2 separate regions of the Ovis aries genome follow, and region 1 is linked to region 2. A link is a contact called in public Hi-C data. All regions are on one chromosome and are shown on one strand. The core of a region is the stretch at or near the end of the contact, and the rest is flanking DNA. Distances in the headings are between cores, read along the strand shown. Region 1 has its middle 32 kb from the start of TRNAS-GGA. Region 2 holds the start of CEP63 (centrosomal protein 63).

Evidence for each region. Hi-C and Micro-C count contacts between places; a contact is called where the count stands out from the background.
Region 1: a Hi-C map of liver shows a contact between it and region 2, with 7 times the contacts expected there. The contact joins the enhancer-like site here to the promoter of CEP63 in region 2. A contact is called at or near these places in 11 of 16 Hi-C or Micro-C datasets (blood, hypothalamus, liver and 6 more).

What each region holds. Positions count from the first base shown.
Region 1 is chr1:255,661,131-255,667,724 of ARS-UI_Ramb_v3.0, reverse strand. No RefSeq gene overlaps it. Among named protein-coding and RNA genes, the nearest start is that of TRNAS-GGA, 32 kb to the right of the region's middle. Within about 2 kb of position 3,049, at least 41 of the 54 cell types and tissues checked have an H3K27ac peak or open chromatin away from gene starts, as enhancers often do. A contact at or near this core is called in hypothalamus, liver, muscle and 1 more, where this site is marked.
Region 2 is chr1:255,495,806-255,502,750 of ARS-UI_Ramb_v3.0, reverse strand. It overlaps CEP63 (centrosomal protein 63), which reads left to right and starts at 5,217. Exons shown (of 14, transcript XM_060395599.1): 1 at 5,217-5,500. It overlaps ANAPC13 (anaphase promoting complex subunit 13), which reads right to left and starts at 5,840. Exons shown (of 3, transcript XM_060395619.1): 1 at 5,392-5,840; 2 at 3,982-4,112. The coding sequence starts at 4,080.

The DNA of each region.
Region 1 (6,594 bases), core at 1,800-4,299, 170 kb before region 2:
ACACTTTGGGGTTTGGTTCAGATTCCTGCTGAGGCATTTCAAATCAGGTAGGTTTTGTTTGTTCTTGGTCTGCTTTGCGAGTGCCCAATTCCTGTAACAGAAGGAGGGGGAAGGGGAAAGGGGAGCCTTCTGTGGGTGACCCTCTTCTGGGCTCACTGGAGTAGGCCTACTTTCTGGGACACTGTGCACAGTGGAGAGGCTTCCCCCTCAGTCCCAGTCCACATGCACTTCCTTTCCAAGGCATAAGATTACAAAAATATCAAGGGATTTGTCCAAATCTTGACATAGGGAGAGTTCATTCTAAGTGGACTCACTGCGATGCATGGTCACCGGTATCAGTTCTTATCCGAGTGCAGTCCAGGAACTTCCCTGGTGGTCCAGTGGTTAAGAATCTGCCTTGCAATGCAGAGAATATGGGTTCGATCTCTGGTCAGAGAACTAAGATCCCACATGCTGTGGAGAAACCAAGCCCATGCGCCACAGCTAAGACCCAGCGCAGCCAAGTGCAGTTCAAGGACTGATGGCATCAGGACTCTTTAGGATGATTTGGAAACATGCAGATCCAGTGTCCCACCTGAGGCCTCCTGACTCAGAATCTGTGAGTGGGCTGAAAAAAAAAAACGTTTAAAATATACCCTCATCCCCACTCCCACCAACTGATGATTCTAAAGCACACTCATATTTTAAAAACTTTACTCCCCATAATAAAATTTTCAAAAACTGTAGTTTTCCAAAGGACTTATGATCTGAATTCACTTTTCTCAATATGGGATAGGTAGGACCTGGTAGCCTTCTGTTGATTTTAAGCCCACGGGTGGAGTGGAATGAGGCTCAGAGGAGGTCAGTCACTCACCTAAGTGTACAGGATGGGAGCTGCCCAGTTCTGCTGCACACATTAAATTCGCAGGGTGGAAGGGAGTGAGATGACGGTCCACACATCAGTGAAGGGGATGCTGGCTTCAAGTAACTCCATGGGAAGCAGAAAATTCTGGGGGCAAATTCAGTCTTAAAACCACATCCCATTACAGGTTCAGAGGGGAATAGAAAGTCACTCATCTTTAGAAAGTGACCTCAGAACTCAAGCTTTAAAGTCTGGCCGATCTAACCACGTGATCAGCAAAGTGCATGGAGATTCATTAGCAAAATGTAGCACAACGCATGATGGCCTCACAATACTGAGTCTAGAGTAGAGGCAAGAATTAGAGCTCCCTCTTCTGGCAGAGTCTCCTTCCAACCCCTTCACCTCCCCACCATCCACCCCTTCTACCTCCCACTCCCACAAAGAAGACCCTCCTGCCCATGCTCTGCCCAGCCTTCCTCTGCCTTGCTGCTCGTCACATTGCACTGTACTGGCCGGATTGACATCGCTCTCCCCCAGTGGACGGTAAGTCTCCTGGGGTAGGTCCTGAGTCAGTGTGTGAAGTGAATAGACTCATCACTGGGTCTTCTGCGTCCTTCATGAATACTTCAAGCTCCTCACACTCCACCGAGACAGAGCTCTGGCACTGCCATTCAAGGAACCACTGGGGTGTTGTGACAGGCTGGAATGTCCATTTTCTGTGTCGGGGGAAGAGGCAGACCTGGAGCTAGGGCTGCCATCTCAAACCAGAGCTGCAGGGCCACCAGCCACCTTGTCTACCACTCTGGGCCTCCCTCCTGGCCAGGGACAAAGGGACCACAGTGTTTTCCTCCCTTGAGAGGCTGAGAAAACAACTGAGCAAGGTAAGCCAGCTGTCAAGGTCAAGGTAAGCTAGCAATCAAGGCCAAGCTCCAATCCAGTGCCCCTGCTGCCCTGCCCTTTCTTACAGCTGAGGTGTTGGCCAATGAGAGTTTGGTTTCTGCTTTCCCATCTTTCCTGGCAACATTCACAACCCTCTCTGACGGTGAGCAATGCAAGTTCCAGGCATGCTTTCTTTCATTACTGGCTGCTCAGATGTCACTTTAACCACAGGGTGAGTGCCTAACCGGTAATGGGCTGATAAACATGCAAATTTCCATATGCAAGCAACGTGAGGGCACAGCTTCTTTCCCACTAGGAAGGATACCGGCAACAAGCTGAGAAAGTGGGGTGTGAGCCCACGCCTTCCTGGCAGTGTCCACCATTCCATTGACCAGGTATCTGAGGAAACAAGCTGCCTGTCCCCTCACGCAGGAGTGAGTAAACAGCTCCTCTTCTTCAAGACCCTGGAGGGTGACTTAAACATGTATAGCCCAGTCCTGGTTCTGGGTACAAGCCCTTTTTTGCTAACCTGTTTCAGTGGTGTTTTGAGGTTAGTGCAGTTTGTGTGTGTGTTGTGTTTCTACACCATCGTGGAAACCCTCAGCCCAGTGGCTTTCCACTTTCTTGGGGCCTCGGCTCCCAGGGATCCTTCCTCTGAGGCAGTGGTGCTTTTTCCAGTAGAGGCCAAGGTACAGACCTACAGACTCAGGCCCATTTTCTCACAGCTTTCGACTTAGGGCCACATTTTCTTTCCCCAAGCCCTCAGTGGAGCAGTGGGAGGTGACTCGGCAGGGGCGAGGCCATTCATCTTGGTCTCTGGCCCTGATGGTGCCAGTTGGGCCAGCTGGGAGGAGACCGCGCACGAGGGTGGGAAATTCCCACAGAGGCACCCATCAGAGGCAGGTCAAGACGGGCTCCCTGGGGACAGGATGGGAAGCCAGGAGAGGAAGCCACCCTGGAGTTAGGATTTTGTGAAGGCCTGGGGAGCCATTCCTTTTTTTCTGATTTGACTGGCAGCACATAACAAAAACCAATAAGCGCTTTGGAGTCCTAATCAGTTTCCGGAAGCAGGCAGCTTCCCGGGGAAGATAAAGGAGGGGATTCTAAGATCCAAAGGGCGGGCTGGGTTCAGGCCCAGAGAACCCGGGAGGAGGCGGGGAGGACGGGCAGGGGGCCCGGAATAGAGGGCAGAGCCGCGGGTCCCGCCTCTGGCCGCCGGCACCGCCAGGGGACGCCCTCTCAGGCTGTGGTCCAGGGTCCAGCAGGCAGGGCCTGGGGGCGGGGCCGGGGCTGGCGGGGCGGGGCCCGGGCCGTGCTCCCGCCCAACCCGAGGAATGCGGCCCTTGGCTTGTCCCGCGTCCGCATTCCGGTCTGCTTAGGAATGTGAACAGGGTGTACACTGCGCGCCCTGAACGCAGAAGTTCGGTCCCCTCCCGTTGGAGAACGCCTGGCAGCGGCTCCGCGGGAGGGCCCCCTCTCTGCCACCCCCCAGAACCTGTAGCACGTCCGGCTGGAGGATAGGGTACTGACGGCTGCCAGACCATCGGGGACTCAACACCAGTCCCAGGGTAGCGTGCTTCGAGAGCAGATGTGGTTTAGAAAAGAAGGGAAACCCGATGTAGTCCACTGTGGCATGGAGAAGTCAGGGGAAGGGGTGGAAGGGACGATGGAATCCACCAGCCTCAAGGGACAGAGTTCAGACCCTAGATTTGCCAACTTTAGGGCACACTGTGGCTGGTAAGGCTTGAAGAGGGGAAGGGAAAAGCAGAAGATCCAGTTTGGGATCAGGTGCTCTTTGACAAGCCAGGAAGGGACTAAATATCCAAGAGTCAAGGCTATTTTTCCAGTGGTCATGTTGGACTATAAAGGAAGAGGTGGACTATGAAGAAAGCTGAGCACCGAAGAATTGATGCTTTTGAACTGTGGTGTTGGAGAAGACTCTTGAGAATCCCTTGGACGCAAGGAAATCCATCCAGTCCATCCTAAAGGAGATCAGTCCTGGGTGTTCATTGGAAAGACTGATGTTGAAGCTGAAACTCCAATACTTTGGCCACCTGATGCGAAGAGCTGACTCATTGGAAAAGACCCTGATGCTGGGAAAGATTGAGGGCAGGAGGAGAAGGGGACCACAGAGGATGAGATGTTTGGATGGCATTACCAGCTCGATGGACATGGGTTTGGGTGAACTCTGGGAGTTGGTGATGGACAGGGAGGCCTGGCATGCTGTGGTTCATGGAGTCGCAGAGTCGAACACGACTGAGCGACTGAACTGAACTGACGTATTTAATTCATTCACCAAATATTTACTGAGCTGTGACAGTCCCTGAGCTAAATTCTGGGGGCACAGAGGTGAACAAGGCACCTCCTGTCCTTTAGGAGCTGACATTCAGATTCTAGAGACAGTTGCTGAAACACCCAGAGAGGGACAAAGCCAAGGGTGTTGGGAAACATAAAAGAATAACCCAGATTGGGAGATCTTGGAAGGCTTCCAGGAGGAAGCTGCCAAGTGACCTGAGAGGTCAATAGGAGTTAGCCCAAAAGATGGGTGAAAGAGGGAGCCTTGTGTTCAGAGGGTTTAAGGAAGAGCATGCCTACTTAGTTGCTTCAGTCACGTCTGACTCTTTGTGACCCCATGGACCACAGCCCACCTGACTCCTCTGTCCATGGGATTCTCCCAGCAAAAATACTGGAGTGGATTACCATGTCCTCCAGGGAATCTTCCAGATCCAGGCATCAAACCTGCATCTCTTGCATTGCAGGTGGATTCTTCACCTCTGAGCCACCGGGGAAACCCCTGAAGGAAAAGCATGTGATCCAAACAGCCCCCTGAGCCTGCCTACCCATCAGTGGCTGCCAGACCACCAGCTGAGTCACAACAAGGATCCGGGTTCCACCTCAGTTGAACCCATGACATTGGTTGGTTTATGGAGCCCCCGTTTTACAGAAGGCACAGTAGTGGGCCTGTGAGGATTCAACATGATGCTTTGGAGTATTGTGAGATAAAGCCCACAAAGGGTCTAGATGGCACCTAGTACCTAGTAGGTACTCAGTTAATACTGGTTGGTTTTCAGTGCCCTGCCTGATTTACTGGGAGATGAGCCTGGTGTGGTTGGTCCTCACAAAGCTCCTTGGAAACGTCTAAGGCACCTGGTGCTGTGGGTGCAGAGGACTGGGAGCAGAGAAGGGCCTCGCCTGGAGGTGTGTTGTGGGAACATGGCCTGTAAGTGAGGATAGGAGGGTCAGGGCCAGGAAGGCTGCCTTTGGGCAGTAGTCCAGAAAAGGAGTGATAAGAGCCAGATAAGAGCTGAAGGGGGAGAGAACAGAAAGCAGTGCTGGGAGATAGAGACTAAAGAGGCCAATGACCAGACTTAAGCTGATTGGCTGCAGGGTGGGCCCAAGGCCCCAAACTAGGGGTGGGTTAGATCCCTACCTAGTGTGGGTCAGAATGGAGCTGAGTACCAAAGGCCAACTGGGATCATAGCCAGTGCATCCCCAATGTCCCTGAGTGAGGGAACAGGAACATCTATCCAGAAATTCCTGAGCCTCCCTCTCAGGAATCCTCCAGGACCTAAATTCTTCTGTACAGAGGAAAAGTGCAGGCCTTGAAATGGCCTCTCCAGCATTGTTCCTTGGCAAACACAGGAAGATGGGTTTCCTTTAGCTTTGTTATGCTGACATCCGAATCCGGACCCCTTCCCCAGTCTTTGCAGTGGGGGAAGGGAGGCAGAGGCCCAAGCAGTCGATGGAAAATAAACACGCACCTTTGCTCTTCTGACTTACTTCACGTTCTTAGAATTTCCTCTCTGAGCTCTGGTTTTGTTAGTTTAAAACTCCACACGTTGGTTAGGGCTGGGAAAATCCCTTGTTGCTCTGGAGAGATAGCTCCACACCGGGGGCAGAGCACAGTTCCAGCGCCTTGGGGGAAGGGCCAGCAGGCCTTCATCCTGGTGTCAGCGAGCTCCTGGTTCCGCCTGTGTGAGGGAGACTCTCACAGCTGCGTGTAGAGTTTCCTTTCGTCAGCAATTCATTCATCCACTCACTCATTCTTTCAATATTTATTGAGCACTACAATGCGTCCTGCACTGTGCTGGATGCTGGAAATAGATGGATGAACTAGAAACATTGAAAATAATCTTAGGGGAAGATGCCATAATCAAAACGGGTAATATTGGGGGACTTCCCTGGTAGTCCAGTGGTAGGAATCTGCTTGCCAGTGCGGGGGACATGGGTTTGATCCCTGGTCCAGGAAGATACCACATGTTGCAGAGCAGCTAAGCCCATGAACTGCAGCTACTGAGCCCACACTCTGCAACAAGAGAAGTCACCACATTGAGACACTTGCATACAGCAATGACGACGGGTTGCAGCCAAAAATAAATAAGATGAATAATATTGTAATGCAATATTTTTAAAAAACAAAAATCAATCCGTGGTGAACAAAATAGTAGAATTTTAAATAAAGACAGAATTAGTAACATTTTGGAATTTGGGCCATGTGGGAAAGGAAGAATCAGTAATAGTGATCACAGGTTCAGAACTGAATACAGCAATGGCAGAATATCATACAAGTATTGAAATATCTCATGAAGTTTGCTTGTCAACAAAGAAAAAACTCATGATATATTGTTGAGTGAAAAATAGATTACAGAACCATATATAAAGTATGAAGTATGGAGAAGGAAACGGCAACCCACTCCAGTACTCTTGCCTGGAAAATTCCATGGATGGAGGAAACTTGTAGGCTACAGTCCGTGGGGTCGCAAAGAGTCAAACGCGTAGGAGCGATTTCACTTTCACTTTACATAAAAAGTATGGTCCTATTAAAAATATATCCAGGATGGGAAACTATAGTCAGAATTATGGTTTTTCCAGTA
Region 2 (6,945 bases), core at 3,968-6,467:
ACTTGTGAGTTCCTGAAACAGGTAGTATAGAAATATATCCTATAGAAAGAGAGAGAATCAAAAAAAGTGAGGAAAAAACATCACAACTTTGATCAAACGTGCCCCATCCGCCTCCAGTCAGAACAACCGCATTATGACTCTGGGGCCTGTATGGGAGGCACTGTGGCAGAAGGCCAAAGACACAGGATTCCTGGACCACTGGGATCCTAGCCCATGACGCCACCATTTCCTGGGGTACTAAGGCGAGGTATTCAGACCTTTGGAGGCTCTGATTCCTTTTCAGCAATGAGTAAAAAGTAGTCCTCGCCTCATAGGACTGCTGTGAGGGCTAAGTGAGATAATGCAGGTCAGGTGCCCAGCATTGCACGGGCAGGGCATGAACTACTAGCCATCCTCACTAGTGGCTGCTGCTGCTGCTGCTGCTAAGTCGCTTCAGTCGTGTCCAACTCTGTGCAACCCCACAGACAGCTGCCCACCAGGCTCCGCCGTCCCTGGGATTCTCCAGGCAAGAACACTGGAGTGGGTTGCCATTTCCTTCTCCAAAGCATGAAAGTGAAAAGTGGAAGTGAAGTCACTGAGTCGTGTCCAACTCTCAGCGACTCCATGGGCTGCAGCCACCAGGCTCTTCCATCCATAGGAGTTTCCAGGCGAGAGTACTGGAGTGGGGTGCCATTGCCTTCTCCGCACTAGTGGCTAGGAACAATGAAATCAGCCAGCACTAAATCCTTTGGAGCGGGTGGAGTGGGGAAGCTGCTTTATAGAATGCCACATCTGCTGGCATATTCCTTACGCACGAGAAAGGTATTCAAAACAATCCAATTCAAAACAATTCAAAGGTATCCAACGTGCCTCTGTCACATAATGGAAGTAAGTGGGGAGCATGGAAACATAAGACGATAGAAGAGACTTCCCTCTAGTGCTGGAGCAGGGCAACAGAAAGCAACACAGCTTACCTACAATTGTCTGAAAATGGTAAGCCATGGGCCGCACTTAGGGTAGAATCTGGGGTAGTGTCCTTATGTATTTCCAGGTTTACTGAGATTTAATTTACATGTAACACTGTGTAAGTTTAAGGTGTACAACATGATTTGATACACGTATATATTGTGAAATGATTACTGCAGTAAGGCTAGGTAACACGTCCATCAACTCGCATAGTTCATCAGTTTTTTGTAGTGTGGTGAGAATTTTTTGATAGTTTCTTTGTATTTAAATTTGTTACTACCAGAACTCTGCTTAGTACTAGAATTCTCTGATACCAATATATTTCTTTTCATTTATCTTAATTTAGACTTTATTTTTAAGGGCAGCAAACTGTTACTCAATAACCAGACAGGATTTTCCACTGGACTCCAACTTGCAGTATATGAATATAATAACTTTTTACTTCAAAATGACATTCAATATGAATAAAATGATTTAATTGTAAGATGTACAAGTATATCTGAATCACATGCATTTTGCTCTACAAAGGTAAAACTCAGATTCAAACATACTTGTACAAATTGAAAGGAATGATCATTTACTGTAAAGCAATAATGCACTCAAAGAGGAAATTTGGTTTCAATTACTACTTATAGCTGACAAAGCATAAACATGTCCTTGGTTAATCAATTATTTAATTTCATCTCATTCTAAAATAAGCATGTCTTTAATTTGGTCACTATTGTCTCTTGCAACACATGCCAACATATAAAATTGCCTATGTGCCTGGAAAACAAACACAAAGTATCAAAAAATGGCCACAGTTCTTTGCAGCTACTCCTATGAAAGGTCAGAGTTTATTTCCCCAACCCTCAGCTGGGGTTGGTCATGTGACTTCTGGGTCTAGGCTTCAGAAAGCCTTGCAGTTTCTTCTCATCCTTTTCTTAGAATCTGAAAATGACTATGTGAAGTCTGGGCTAATCTGCTGGATAATGAGACTATGGCCTAGTTAGCTCATCATTCCAGCTGACAGCCTGCTAACTGTGAGACATGTCAAAGCCTCCAGAATTACTTAGCCACCAGCCAGTCTGCTGGCCCACTGTAAAACACCACCAAGTCCAGCAGGGATCAACCATGCTGGCAAAGACAAGAAGACTCAGCTGAGTGACAAAATCATGACATAAATAGCTATTGTTTTAAGCCACCATATTTTGGGGATATTTGTTAGGCAGCAGCAAAAGCTAACTGACACAAACATTGCCTTAGGGGAAAAGACATTGCCTGGGGAAAAGACATGGATTAGCAACAGGGCCAGGCTACAGCTTGGAAGTCAGCATAGAAATTTCCCTCTCCCTCAACCCCATCCATACAAATGGTCCCCAAATCCTGCTGTTAGCACGTCCAGAATTCAGCAATTCCTCTGCACTTTCTTGCCTTTGTTTAGGCCCTCCTCCTTTGTCTAGACACTGCCTTAGCTTCCTAACTGGCCTCTCTGCCCTGTCACCGGCGCCTTTCTCCTTGGCAGACATTCTCTAATGATGCTGCTGAACTGCTCTTCTAGTATTTTCGAACATAGCACATCTCTACTTTGAGGATTCTCACTCCTCAGGATGAGGGGTAAGCTTGGTATCAAATGCTCCTCTCAAAATAAGGCCCAAGACCATTTTTTCTTCGTACTTAAAACAGTTATATTCTCCATCCACACTGAATACCTTAGCATCTCCCAAAGCCATTCAAAACTTTTGCACATCTGTTCCCACTGCTTGTCTACCCTCACTAACCCTCTGTTCCTACCCTCTGACCAGCTTAAATGTGATTTTCCTCTTGAAGCCCTTTCTAATGCCCACCAGGCAAGCAGTCACTTTTTAGACTACATAGCTGTTCATGACCTCCACTCAGAACATTTACTATTACAATTATTTTTTGATGTATGTTGCCTTTCTAGATTCAGAGGGGCAGGAAACATCCTTATGTTTACCTAGTCTTAAGGCACACAATAGGCTTCAAAGAACTGCTTGTGGAATGAAAGAACCAACAAAAGTCCACAGGACAGGATCTGGAGCCTCACAGACCTCAGTGTGAAGTCTAGCTTATTAGCTACCAACCTTTGGGCAAGATCTCCTCTTTGATCCTATTTTCTTCCTGTACAGTGGGGACATCATCATCACCCCTGAAGGTTCTTTTAAGGATATAGATAAAATAAGTCAGGTTTCAACCTCAGCCCATGGCACAAAACAGGTATTCAATGAAAGTGGAGCTATAATTCTTATTATGCTCTTTTGATTATTTTTCTAAACTTGAACTAAGCTGTCATTTATTATCTGTTACGTGTATTATTCCTTGAACACATTACCTCTTATTCTTAAATGAAAACATGTATGGCCACAGCAGACCACCTGCTTGCAAATTCTATTTAATCAACAACTCTTGGCAGGCTCTACAGAAAAACAATCCTTATTCTTCTTGTTAGGCTTCTATGACAAAAATTCTATGACAGAATTTTTAGTAAGCATTTATTCGAGTAAAACGTTTAGATCTTATGACGTGAGGCTTAACAAACTCCCTGCAGAATAATTTTCCAGAGATTAGGAAAGAAAAGAGCTTGATGATCTAAATGTAAAAGAAGAAAAGCCAGGTCTCTTCTGAATATTTTCCAGGGAACCTAGAATAGATATGTGTTCCAAAACTGTGAGTTTCTAAAAATGACAGGCCACAGGTAGAGAAATTAAGTGCATATACCACTGCTTCCTGTTCCTCCTCATGGTGTGCATTAAATTCTTTACTCCCTTTGGTGTGGTGGACAGAACATGGCTCAGAGGGCCTCAGTTCTAGTTCTCATATGACCTCTAATTGAGCTAGTCACCTCAGCAATCTGAACCACATTTCTCTTCAAATACAAAGTTGAGCTAAATACTCTCCAGAGGTTTCTAGAGTCAGAGGACTCCATAGTTTTGATTTCTTTGACTTTAATTTATTTGTCCATTGATAACCTACACCTACTAGGGTCTACCAGATCAGACCTTTAACCCATCACCCTCAGCACACATTTCAGCCTACCAGTGGTATTGCAACATCCTCATAAGGCAGCTTATCTTCTCGCCAAGCATCGTCAATCAAATCCAAGATCCTTCCATCTCTCTGTACCTCACTGTCCATTCTCTTGCAGCTTTGATCTTGTCGGATGGGACCTGTAAACCAAAGAGGTTATTTCTTAAACATGAAGAATGAAAAGATGATGTAATCCAGCCACTAGGGTTCTCTAGGCTTTCTAGTGTGGGTTTTGGCATTGGATCATCCAGGGAGACTCATCTCACCTGGATTAGATTACAGTTTCTTTATAACATCACAGTACCTCCCAGCTGATCTTCCTAGTCACACACAGATTCCATTTTTTGGTAAAGTTTTCTCGGATCACTCAGCGTCAGCATGCATTCTGCCCTTGAATGGTTCCTTGTTTTTATGATTCACTAGGCAAGTTAAGTTGGCTTTATGACTGATGGTTCAAGCATTATTGTTTTCAATTGCTGTGCGTAAATTTTTTATTAATGATTCAGCATGTTTTCCCTCAATTTGGCCTCAAATAGTTTTTCACCTATTCTTCTTTAGAATATATCTAACTTGTCACACTTTCCAGCCTTTGCACCTAAAAAGGTCTCTCTGCCCCATCACGAACACCTATTTTTCCTTCCAAACTCAAAGTTGAGTGTCAGCTCATCGGGGCTAACATCTCATTTCCAGAGTTAGGCGCTAAGGTGCCGTCACTCTTCAGGGGCTGGAAGCGTGGAAAGTACAAGGCGGGCAATGACCAGGTCACAGCCAGCGTCCCAGGCACTTGCCAGTCCCCATAATTAACTGTTACCACTTTCCTGAACAAAATCTTACACACGTGACTGTCCCAAAGCTTGGAATGCTCTGTCTTCTTCCTTTTTTCCTCAGCTAACCCCCAGTCACTCTAAACAACTTAGCTCCCAGGTTGCCTCCTGCAGGAAGCTTTCTCTAAGCTCCAAGAAGAACGCGATATCCGCCCCTCCGCAGGTTCCATATTTCCCGGGGCGCAGTGAATGGGCCCCATCAGGGGCTTGTTACATTGCCCGTTACAGGGTCTTCCCAGACAAGCGGTGCGTGCGTTTCTTCGGGACAGGGGCAGTTTTATTCACCTCTGTTTTAGAGATCGGTAAACTTGCAGTTAAAAGAGCAAACCTGGAATGCCCTTTCCCCCCCGCTAAATATGACCCTCTCGGGCCACCACCGTCCGTACAGGCGTGGGATCCCGCCCCATAACCTCGGCTTCCGGCCCAAGGCGGGCTCTACCAAATGCGGAAGCGGGGGAAGTCCAGGGCCTTCGTGTAAGTCCTTTTCTACCCTCCCGACGAGCGGTAAGGGAGGTAGTTATCAGGGTGAGGTGAGGGCAACGACCTCTGCCGATAGGATCGGCCGAAACCCGAACATGCGCTTCTCCTACACTACCTAAGCTAGGGCGCGGGAAACCTTTACCAGCACTGGCCCAGCACAGCCAGAACCACGCCCCCAGCGGTCATGTGGCCGAGGCGCCCTGCTCTCCGATCCCCGGAAGTCGGTGAGCCCATTTGGCGGGGCGGAGGGGGGGGGGGGTCAAGGAGGACGTTGCTTCAATTAAAAGTCAGGGAGCAGTAGGCGGAACGAATGTTCCGAAGACCGTGACTGGACGTCAGGTTGGCGGTGACGCGCGTGCGCGCCCCCGTCCGGAGGTAACGGCGGGAAGATTCGGGGGCGCGCTCGTGGCAGGCCTGTAACCGCATGTGTGAAAGTCCAACAGGCGACGGGTGCCGGTGTCCGGAGCCGGAGGCCGCCCTGGCTGCAGTGGGGCCGCAGACTGAGCGGCCGAATGGCCGGGGGCCGACTTCCTCAGCCGCCCGCTGGCCTCCAGGCTCGCCTCCGCCGGCCCGGCTCCGCCCCGGCGCCCCGCCCCTCCTCGCCGCAAACGCTTCGCAGACCCGCGAAGCAAGATATGGCCTCCCACGGCGCGCAGTCCGGGCTAGCCAGGTGGTCAGCCCTTCCCCTGAGGCCGGCCGGCGGGAGGGCGGCGGGGTGGGCGAGCTGCTCCGCTTCTCCCAGCGGAGTCGGCAGCGAGTCAGGCTGCCACTTCTGGGGAGGTACCCCCGGCCCAGCCCTCCCGCCTGGGCTGCCTCATTTGGCTAGCATCCTTCCTAGCCTTGTTGAGGCTTAGGTTGCTGACGGCAGGTGATAGTGGTTCATTTATGGGTGGGAAATTTAGCAAGTTTTTAAAAATAATTGACTTAAAAACCATAATGTTAGTTCCAGAGGTATGGTAATGTGGCAGAAATCATGAAGGACAGAATTTGGGGAACCCTGAACTTATTGCTCCATAGAAATCAGGGATGCGAAATAAAGTGAGAGAAAAAAAGGGATGGGCCCATAAAGCACTATAATCATGAACATATTTGGAAGCAGTAAACCTAGGCTCATAATGTAGTTTTTACAACATCAGAGAGTAAAAGTGAGCTTGCTGTCAGCGACTCGTGTTCATTTACAGCGTCTAGTTAAAGCATGCGTATTGCGCAGAGTAGTTTTCCTTAAGGCTTACAAACGGTTCCTTAAACCAGTGTTAACATTTTTTTCCTTCCTTTAATAAAACAGTACTGTAGGATTTGTGCCCTGTAGTTTTACAGTTCCCCACATGCTTGCATTTAACTATTTTCTAGATACGAAGAGGAAACCATAAGGATCATTAACTACATGTTACCTTCAAATTTTTCTATACTGATCATAGCTGTAGCTTAATGATATAATAAAGGGTATGTATTTTCTTATTTGAAATGTAGTATTATTAGCTTTTTATCGAGCTTCTTGCCTTTTGACTATATCATCAGTGATCAGTATAGTAAGAACAACTGAAATTAAAACGGGCTAGATATTGATAAACATTATAGATTCAGGTTTTAACAGTTATTGTAGTTGTTGTATGTATTAATTGTATTGATGCCACTTGTCTCCCGTTAAAAGGTAGAACAACTTTGGCCC